Linked DNA regions of Manis javanica: region 2 is linked to region 1. The links are chromatin contacts, called in public Hi-C maps. All regions are on one chromosome and are shown on one strand. The core of a region is the stretch at or near the end of the contact, and the rest is flanking DNA. Distances in the headings are between cores, read along the strand shown. Region 1 holds the start of IRX3 (iroquois homeobox 3). Region 2 holds the start of IRX5 (iroquois homeobox 5).

Region 1 (5,028 bases), core at 2,322-4,821:
TGTCTCTGCCCTTTCTCTTGGGCGCCCCTGGTACTTCTCCAACCGCCTCTTCTCCAGCCGCGCACCCAGCCCTGCTGCGTCTGCGTTTCCTCCGCCTCTGCTCTCCCAGGACCACTGGATCCTGACTTCTCTCTCGTTCCTTTCCGCTGATTCCGGCGACTCTTCAAACACGGGGTGGGGGGATAAAACAAAACAAAACCCACCAAACATATCCGTCCGGGGGTGGGGGTGGGGGGCAGACAGGTGGGTTATAGTCAAAGTGGCAACAGCTCATTTATTTAGCCAAAAATAGATACTTTCTTGTACAATTTGGTTCACACATATGTACATTTCTCTGTATATACAAAAAAGTCAGACGCGCTTATTCTTATTGAAAACTCCACCCCCCAAATCAACCGAACCAACCAACCTCACAAACTCAGCTAATGTGGGGGTATAGAAGCCACTTGGGGAGAACTGAGGGGGACTTGTTTTATTTCTTTTTTTTGTTCAGGTTTCTTTTTTCGGTATTCATACACGGACATGCTTACAACTATACAGAGCTATATGTTTGTTTTTACAATTATTACAACGATTTAAAAATTTCTTAAAAAAACAACTAGGATGAGGAGAGCGCGGATAAGACCAGGGCGGCGTCCAGGTGGTTCTGGGGCCTGGAAGAGAGAGGCAGTGGTAGGAAAGGAAGTGAGAGGCAGAGGCACTGGCGCTGCTGGGACTGGGAGACCCAACCTCGGGCTGAGGCCGGGGGCAGGGAGGTGTCCCAAGGTAAAAGGATGCCCAGCTGTACAGGTTGGTCTTCCGGTTTAACTCTGAGATGGGCGGGAGGCGTCAGGACCCGGGAAGGCAGGCTTCCCAGAGCCCCTCCAGGCTCGGGGTCTCACACCGCGGTACTCTGGGCCACGCCCGGGTGCCTGGACCGGGACTGTCGTGCTGTCTCTGGGCCCTCGGGGACGACAGAATGGGTCTGTCCCCTTTTAAAAGCGTGTCCCAGCCGCGATCCCTCAAGGGCAAAAGCCCGCGTTCTTTCCTTTCCCCGCTTGCCCGCTCCCCCTGTCCCCCCACCTCGGGGTCTCTTACCGCCTGGGCACGGGCTGGAAAGCTGTCTTGAGTAACTTTTTCTCCACTTCCAAGGCACTACAGCGATCTAAAGGAAGCGGGGAAGAAAAAGGAGGGCCCTTAGCGAGCTCCATTCGGGCACTCAGGGCCGCGGGGAGCAGGAGCGGGGTGGGAAGCGCTCCGCGCCGCAGGGGTCCTGCCCATCTCCGTTCGCTCCGGCGAGAACCCCAGAGCCCGCCCCCACCTCCGCATCCTGCGTTCGCCAGTCACCTGTTCCGCCCTCCGGCTCCGCCGGCCGAGCGAAGGCGGCCGCATGACCCGCGGCTCCGGGAAGTCCCAGCAGGTGTGGAGGGGCCGAGCCGAGCAGAGAGAGCGGGTGCGGACGTGGGCCTGGTGGCGGGCCTGGGAACGGCCGGTTGCTCCAGGCCGGGAACTTGCTCAACGGCGCAGAGACGAGTCTGTGAGCCGCAGCGGCAGCGGCCGCCGGGGAGAGCTGCAGCGCTGGGGGCGCGACGGCTGCCCCGGGGGGAGAACCCCCCGCGCCCGGAGGCGAGCGGCGCGGGTTGTCGGGACTTGTGGCCGTCTCGGCCAGCGACCAGATCTTGGGCTTCTGCAGGGCGGAGGCAGGAGCTGGTACGGGAGCGCAGGGATCCAGGCCCGCGGGGGGTGAGGGCGGAGATGGCGGAGCCAAAGCCACCGGCGGTGGCGCCGGGGCCAGACTCAGGACTCGCAGTGGACGCTCCTCCAAGCCTTCGGAGCTGTCGTCCGAGTCGCTGTTTTTGGAGTCCGAAATGGGTCCCAGGCCGAGGTCACCGTCCCTGTGTGCCGCGCCAGCCAGGGTCAACTCAGGCCCCGCGGTCGCGCCGTCTAAGTTCTCCAAATCGATCTCCTCGTCCTCGTCTTCTAGGCCCTCGCCCCCCGTGTCTTCCTCCTCCCCCCCGAGCTCCTCCTCCTCTAGCTCCAGTTCGCGTTTGCTGTCTTCGTCCTCCTCCTCGTCCTCCTCCTCCCGCTCACTCCCGTAAGCGTTGCCCTCCTCATCCGTGCGGCTGCGGGGCGCCCACGTCATCTTGTTCTCCTTCTTGAGGCGCCGGCGCGCGTTGGCGAACCAGGTGGACACCTGGGTGAGGGTCATCTTGGTGATGATGGCCAGCATGATCTTCTCGCCCTTGGTGGGGTAGGGGTTCTTGCGATGCTCGTTGAGCCAGGCCTTGAGCGTGCTAGTGCTCTCCCGGGTGGCGTTCTTGGGACGGGACGGGTCCCCGAACTGGTACTGGCCATAAGGGTAGAAGGCGGGGTGCGGGTGCGGAAACGCGGCGGCCGCGGCCGGATGCTGCACCCCGGGGCTGTCCTTCAGCTCATACTGCGCGCCCTGTACGCACATGGAGAAGGAAGGGTCACGCGCGGAGGGAGCGTGGATGAGCCCTAGCCGTCGCTGCCTCCACGCTCCCCGCCAGGACCCCGCTAGTCCACTTCCGCGCGCTCACCCCAATCTCCAACCCCCCAATACCGAGTTCCCCGGGTGCTTACCAGCTGCGGGAAGATGGGCAGATCCGCGGCGTAAGGAAGGAAAGCGCCGTAGCCTTGTGCAGCGGCCGCGGCTGCTGCCGCTGCGGCGTAGGGCGCCCCGTATACCGACGAGAGCACGTTAGACAGGGACCCCGAGGCGGCCAGCTCCGAGGCTCCGGCTCCCGGGCCGCCCCGGGCCCCAGCGCTGCCGCCGCCGCCTCCGGCAGTTCCCGGGCGATCGGGTGGGTAGAGCGGGCGGATGTACTGGTATCCGAGCTGCGGGAAGGACATGGTGGCCCGCGGGGCTAGGACGGAGAGGGGGCCCGGCCCCCGGGGCCGCCCTGCTCAGCGCCGCCCGCGGGCTCCGGCGCGCATCGGGGGCTGGGCCGGGCTAGGGCCGCGCTGCCTCCCGCGCTGCGCAGCACTCCGCGTTCGCCTATTGATCTGCTCCGCGGCGGCGGCGGCGGCGGCGGCGGCGGCGAGGAGCCAGGTCAGGTCCGAACAGATTGGCGGAGATTCCCGGTGCTCCGGGCTCTGATTGACATTTCTACGGGCCCGCAAGCCCCTCCTCTCTGCGCCGCGCTCCCTCCTCTTCGCAGCCGGAGCAGCTTCTGCCCGCACCTCCTTCCTCTCTGCCCTCCTCTCCCCGAGCAGTGTCGCGCCTCGCTTCCTTCGTCCTCCTCTAGTTTTCACTCCCCCTCCTCGCCCTTCCTCTCCCCTCCCTCTCTGAGCTCCTCTTCCCCCCTGGATCGCTTCCGCTCTTTCGGGCTCTTTCACTCTCTCGGACACTAGGAAACTCTTGTCTCGCCTTCTCTTTCCCTTTCTCACTATTCCTTTTCCTCCCCTTTTTGTTGCCTTCACTCTTTCTTCTCTCCGTTTTTACGTCTTTCTCTCTTAACACAACTCTCCCCTCACCCCGGCCTCGGCGCTCAGGGCTAAGGCGGCCTAAAGTTGTGCACACTTAGGGTGCTGTGCGGGGGGTGTGCGTCCGTAACTGTGTCTGTGCGTCCGTCCCGCCCTCACCCATTCCCTCGCCCTTCCCCAAATCTCGGGTCTGACGTTGCGCCCTCTTATTCGACTTTTCCTTGCGTGTCCTTCCTGAGTCTCCAATCGCCGGGGCGCCTTACAGGCGAGGCCGCCCACCCCCGAGGATACTGCGCGTCGGGCGGGGGCGGGAGGCCGGGCTCTGAGTCCCTTCCCGCCCCCTCCGGCCTGTGCCAGGAGGGGGAGCGAGAGGCGCGGGGATTGGGGTTAGTACTGGGTCAGCTCGCCCCTCCTCCCCTTCCCTCCGCCCCGGCGCGGGGCCTGGGTCGGGACCAGACCTTGGTCCAGCACAGGCTCTGAGGCTTCCCTCCGCCCGGGCCCCCTTTTAAGTCGCACCTCGACTCCGGGCCACTCTCAGCGGCGTGGGGAGGGAGCTAGGAGGGTGCGCAGGGGATGAGCGAGGGTGCGTTCTAGTCCAGTCTTCGAAGTCTATCTCATTGCGCGGGGACTCGAAGCAGCCCCTCACCCAAGAGTTGCAAACCCTGAAATTAGCCGCAATAACGCCGCCTCAGGGTCCGAGTGCGAATCCCTCATTAGAAATGGCGGGCTCGGCGGGAGGCCGAAGGGTGGGCGCCTCGGTGAGGTGGTGGTGGTGGGGCTCCTGGGGAGGGGCAACATGAAAGTGGAGCCCGCTGGCGCCCCAAACTGGCGTGCGATGGGGGAGAAGCAGGGACCCGGGTGGCGGAGGTTCCGGGAATTTGCGGAGAGCGCTTGGAGAAGTTTGCATGTTGGAGTTTTCGGTCTATAGAGGCTCTTCGTTTCGCTACCCCTTCCTCTGCTCCCCTGTTTCCGCGCTAACCTGTTTTCTTTCTGCAAGGATCTTCCCCCGCTCTCTGGTAGGAGTGGGAGGCAAGACTTTCAGTTTTATAGTGGGATATTTCCTAAACCAAACCTGAAATCCCAGTAGCCGGGCGCCCACCTTCACGGATTAGGGCATGCAGCCGCAAGCGGGATTGAAATTCCCGGAATTGCGGCGGCTCCTGGCTAAAAGCTTTAGGCCGCGGCTGCCACCGATTAACAGGTCAGGCCTGCAGCGGGGGCGCTCCAGGGACAACGGGGGGGGGGGGGCGGTGACTCTGCTGTGGAGTTGCCAGCCCCGGTCCGGGCGGAAACCGGTCTCTGCGCGCTGACTGATAGAGGAATTGAATCCGAATTCCACAAGAGAATCTCCGCCCCAGCTGTCTCTAGTCTCAGAGGCTCTAAGGAGCCCAGTCTGGGAATGAACTCTCCGGAGCATCCAGTTCTGACCCCATCCTCACTCTCCCGCCTCCTTCCACCAGTTTTGGCCCAGGTCCGCGGCTCCAGCAGGTGTGAACGCCGCGGGGAAATTTGGGGAGAAGACAAGGGAAAGCCTGGGGGCGACCAGGTTTGGGATTCGACTGGGAAACTGATGTGTGTTTCACACGGGGTCAAACTGCTTCC
Region 2 (5,236 bases), core at 613-3,112, 540 kb after region 1:
GCGGGCGCGAAGCGAGCAGGGCGTGGACGCTCCGGGGCTTCCTCAGCGACCTCCCGTGCCTAGACAGAGCCCAGGAGTACACCGCCCCTTGGCTGTCTTAGAGGCTGCCACTGGCTGGCTCCCCGCTCCCTCTTGCTCCGGCGGTCTGGGCAGTTCAGCCTTGCCTCAGTGGCAACCGACTCGCGGCTGCCGCTCCGGCCGGCTTCTCGTCTCCATGACAATAGCGCGCCGTCGCTCCGCCCAGCTCCGCCCCTCGGCGCAGTGAAACGGGGGGAAGTGAGATTACGTCACCGAAGGGCGGAGCCAATGGAAGCCAGCATCCAATTAGAGGTGAAAGCAGGAAGGCATCGGGCTGGGCTGAGCGGCGGTCGGAGAAGGTCGGCTCGAAGGGCGGAGCCTCAGGAGCTGACGGAGAGGAGGAGTTAGCGCGCGTGCGTGAAGTCCGGCAGCGGAGAGTGTGCGAGTGTGCTGAATGGGTTTGTGTGCCGCGGCTGGAGTTCAGGAAATAAAATATATCTCTTCTGGAAAAGTCACTGAAGGAAACTATATGGACCAGTAGTGCTTCCGCTTGCGTGTGACTCCATTATAAAAAGCCAGAAAGTTTCTGATATACTGAGCTCCAGCAGAGTGCCCAACATTGTGCCAGCCTCTGTGCTGGTTCACCAGCGCCCCTGTCTGTCCCAGCGTTCTAGTGCGTCTGTGGCTTGTGGCGGCACGTGGTGAGGAGACAGGCAGAGGATCTGTTTTGTATTCCGTGTGGCCGTCGTGGCCTGGTCTTTGCCTGTGACTCAGTTGTGTGTGTTTGCCTTGCCAGCGCCTCGCTGAACAAACAGTGATTGGATTGGGCACAGCTCTAACGAATGTTTGCAATGGAGGGTGGGCGGGTGCGAGCGTGCCTGCGAAGGGCAAAAGAACCCGCACCGTCCACCACCATAACTGGCCTGGCGATGCGAGCTGGGGCTGCAAAGCCTCTAGAAGGAGGCAGCGAGGCACTGTGGGGGCGGGAGAGTGTGTGCTGAGGTCCTGAAACCGACTCCTATGTAGCTGCTTCTCCATCTGACAGCTCTTGTCCACTACCTCTCGTGTACAGAAGGGCTACCCACATAGTCCCGGGTCCCGCGTGTCTCCTTCGCCGTCTGGCCGGAATCGGCGGAAGGAAGGCCGGGCGGGAGAAGTACAGCTGTCCTAGGCCTGCCTCTATCCCACCTGCTGCTGCTGGCGGAAAGGGACAGTCATCTCGGACTCCCTGCGCCCCGAACGAGGGCGGGCATCCATCCAGCTTTCCCATGGACCTTCACTCCGGGTCTCCAACTAGTTATTGGGCCCGCTGACTTGGGGAGAAGCTAGGGACGGGTGGGCGGCGAACGACCTAGGAGCCCGGCCTCCTGGAAAACAAGAAATCCGCTAACTTCGCGATTTACTGTGGCGAGGGCAGAGCAGAGAGTTCGCCGGCGCTCAATACAAGGCCTCGTTCCCTTTGTGCTCCCGCGCTGCCGGATCCGCCACCTGGACCCGTCTTGCGGTCGGAACCTCGGTTGCACCTCGACTTAGCAGGGAAGGAAAGTTGGAAGAGATCGTAGCGTCGGGGATGTGATTGTCATCCTGGGGCCGGCGCTCGAGAGTCGGAAAGAGAGAGAGGAGCCGGGGGGGAGAGGAGAGGAGGGAGAAGAGAAGGAGGGGAGAGAGAGGAGGGCCGCGGAGGAGAGGCGGGCACGAGGGAGGGGCGAGGGGAGCGCCTGCGAGCGGGAGAGGGAGCCGGGGAGGAAGAGGGAGGGGGTGAGGCGCGCCTGGCGGCTGGGTTGGCTGCGGCCGCCCAGAGGCTCCTGCCAGTCCTCCCACCGACTACACCCCGGGAAGGAGGAGCTTCAGGCGCGCACAAGGCGTCAGAATCCTCAATTTCCAACTTAGCATCTTGGCAGGACCTTTGCGAAGCCAAAAGCAGAGCCCCCCAGTGCAAAGAGCGAGGGGGAAAAAGAAAAAGCAGCAAGGGAGGGGGGGAAACCCAGCCGGGGAGAGCGAGACGCGCAGAGGAGTGGGCTTGGCAGTCTCAGCCGGAGGCGCGGGAAGCCAGCGAGGAGGCGCAGCGGGCCCGAGTCCGGCAGCCGGGACCCGAGGAGCGGCGGCCCAGGGCAGCCGGAGGCCAGGTGCCCGCCCGATCGCCCTCGCAGGGCGCCGCCCGGCTCGTTGGCGGCCGCGGCGCGGCGCGCCCCATGCCCGTGTGTGGCCATGTCCTACCCGCAGGGCTACTTGTACCAGCCGTCCGCCTCGCTGGCGCTCTACTCGTGCCCGGCGTACAGCACCAGCGTCATCTCGGGGCCCCGTACGGATGAGCTCGGCCGCTCGTCGTCGGGCTCAGCGTTCTCGCCCTACGCCGGCTCCACCGCCTTCACGGCGCCCTCGCCGGGCTACAACTCGCACCTCCAGTACGGCGCAGACCCCGCGGCGGCGGCAGCCGCCGCCTTCTCTTCATATGTGGTGAGTGAACCGGAACCGCGGAGGGAGAAGGCATCAGCGACCGCGCGGGGCTGGAGGGGACTGCGGGGCCCACGGGCCTCGGCGCCTCCGCGGACTGCCCCCGCCAAGCTTGGCGGCCTCTGCAAACTTGGGCGATTGTCTTACTCGGCTTCGCCTGGCTTCGGGCTCAGGAGTTGCTGGTAGAGGAGAGCCTCGTCTTGCTCAGATCACTGAGCTGGCGGAAAAGGCGTTTTTCAGGGAGAGGTCGCAGCATTTGGTTCAAACGTGAGCTACAGGCCGCCCTGAAAATTTTATTTCATTTTATTTTCTTGGTTTTGCCATATTGGAAAAGTAGCTCAAAAGAAATAGACCAAAAATCTGAGTAGAAGAGTGCTAAGTATGTAAATGTGTTTGGCCTCACCTTTAATTAGTCCTCCAAAATGTTACAAATCCGTAATCCTATCTTCGCAATCCGATTTGGAGGTATTACATTTCTGAAAAGTCGGCGGAGCTGCGGTGTATCCGGGATTTTTCGGCCGGGTGCACTTTCAGGAAAAGCGCTGTAGCTTTGGTTTGGGGTGACATTTTTGGAGGGGTGAACGTGCCGGGGCAAAGCTTAGCTTTGGGTTTGCCTTTCTTTGGGGGTTGTGGAGAATGCCTTGATTTCCCTTGTTCTCCCCCCTTGTGCCTAACATGCAGCCACCAGGGCGCCAAGCGCAGAGTCGCCGCCGTTGCCTAGGCCTCTCTCCGGGTGGAGGGCCTGTCCCCGGTGGCAGAATCTGTTCATGGGGTGCGGACATACCGGGTAGATGGGGGCCTATAGGGTGCTGCCGAGAGGCCAAAACAGTTTCAGGCGCCCCAGAAGAAACCGACTCAGGAGTTAGCGCCCCTGCTGCCTTTTGAGGAGAAGGGGTTGCCCTTAGGTTTGAGCCTACCAGCCTTACCCCCAGGGGAAGCAAGAGTTCTGACCTCGCAGCCCACAACCGCCGGGCCAGGGAACCTGTGCCTCGGTCGCCCAGGTGGCACCGAGGACCATTGCCCACTCTCACCTTCTCTCTGCCTACTCCCTGCAGGGCTCTCCCTACGACCATACACCGGGCATGGCAGGCTCCTTGGGGTACCACCCTTACGCGGCGCCCCTGGGCTCATACCCATATGGGGACCCCGCGTACCGGAAGAACGCCACGCGGGACGCCACCGCTACGCTGAAGGCCTGGCTCAACGAGCACCGCAAGAACCCCTACCCCACCAAGGGCGAGAAGATCATGCTGGCCATCATCACCAAGATGACCCTCACCCAGGTGTCCACCTGGTTCGCCAACGCGCGCCGGCGCCTCAAGAAGGAGAACAAGATGACGTGGACGCCGCGGAACCGCAGCGAGGACGAGGAGGAAGAGGAGAACATTGATCTGGAGAAGAACGACGAGGATGAGCCCCAGAAGCCGGAGGACAAGGGCGACGCCGAGGGCCCCGAAGGAGGTTGGTGGACGCGGGAAAGGGTGTGCTGAGCAGGAGTAAGAATGAAAAGGGGGACCAGGAGAGGGGCGCACAGGGCCTGGAGGTTGGGGCTAGGGGTTCTTTGCAGGCAGGGACCTGTGCCGACCCGCGCGGCCTTCGCGCCTCTGACCGCTTGGGTTTCACCCGCAGGAGTGGAGCAGAAGGCGGCCTCGGGCTGCGAACGGCTGCAGGGGCCGCCCACCCCAATCGGCAAGGAGACCGAGGGCAGCCTCAGCGACTCGGATTTTAAGGAGCCGCCATCCGAGGGCCGCCTCGACGCGATGCCCGGGCCCCCCCGCGCCGGCGGTCCCTCCCCAGGCGGGCCAGCGGCGGCGCGACTGGCGGAGGACCCGGCCCCTCATTACCCCTCGGGTGCGCCGGCCCCGGGCCCGCACCCAGCCGCGGGAGAGCTGCCGCCAGGTCCCGGCGGGCCCTCGGTCATACACTCTCCGCCACCACCGCCGCCGCAGGCGGTGCTCGCCAAGCCCAAGCTATGGTCTCTGGCAGAGATAGCCACATCCTCGGACAAGGTCAAGGACGGGGGCGGCGGGAGTGAGGGCTCTCCGTGCCCACCGTGCCCCGGGCCCGTAGCCGGGCAAGCCCTAGGAGGCAGCCGCGCGTCGCCGGCTCCGGCGCCATCGCGCTCGCCCTCGGCGCAGTGTCCCTTTCCAGGCGGGACGGTGCTGTCCCGACCCCTGTACTACACGGCGCCCTTCTATCCCGGCTACACGAACTATGGCTCCTTCGGACACCTTCACGGCCATCCAGGGCCTGGGCCAGGCCCCACAACCGGTCCGGGCTCGCATTTCAATGGATTAAACCAGACCGTGTTGAACCGAGCGGACGCTTTGGCTAAAGACCCGAAAATGTTGCGGAGCCAGTCCCAGCTAGACCTGTGCAAAGACTCTCCCTATGAATTGAAGAAAGGTATGTCCGACATTTAACGCGGGCTGCGTCGGTCCCGGACTTTCCTAATTTATTAAAAAACATGGCCTTGGCAGTTATTTTTCCATCAACAAGAGAGAAAAGCAAAATTACCCCTCCTATTAAAAAGTTTATAGTTCATGGAGATGGGTGACATAAAAATGTAAACATCTCCACACACACAAAAATGTCTTAACCAACTGAAAAGAAAAATTTAAAAAAGGATTTGTATTAAATCTTATTCTGTATATTTAATGTAGCATTTTTGTATTTAAATTGATAATTCAATATCTTTGAAGTAAATTATGAAATTAAGACACCTGTACAGGCATTTAATGTTTTTTTGTAATATAAATATATA

What was found. Hi-C and Micro-C count contacts between places; a contact is called where the count stands out from the background.
Region 2: a contact with region 1 is called in a Hi-C map of blood, with 8 times the contacts expected there. The contact joins the promoter of IRX5 here to the promoter of IRX3 in region 1. A contact is called at or near these places in 2 of 2 Hi-C or Micro-C datasets (blood and fibroblasts).

The regions. Positions count from the first base shown.
Region 1 is chr17:35,834,879-35,839,906 of MJ_LKY, forward strand. IRX3 (iroquois homeobox 3) reads right to left here and starts at 3,572. Exons shown (of 4, transcript XM_037001475.2): 1 at 2,584-3,572; 2 at 1,327-2,425; 3 at 1,078-1,144; 4 at 255-653. The coding sequence starts at 2,853. The coding sequence ends at 599.
Region 2 is chr17:36,371,614-36,376,849 of MJ_LKY, forward strand. It overlaps IRX5 (iroquois homeobox 5), which reads left to right and starts at 1,863. Exons shown (of 4, transcript XM_037001465.2): 1 at 1,863-2,475; 2 at 3,528-3,933; 3 at 4,102-4,878. The coding sequence starts at 2,227. It overlaps LOC108404974 (a long non-coding RNA gene), which reads right to left and starts at 1,608. Exons shown (of 8, transcript XR_012127032.1): 1 at 1-1,608.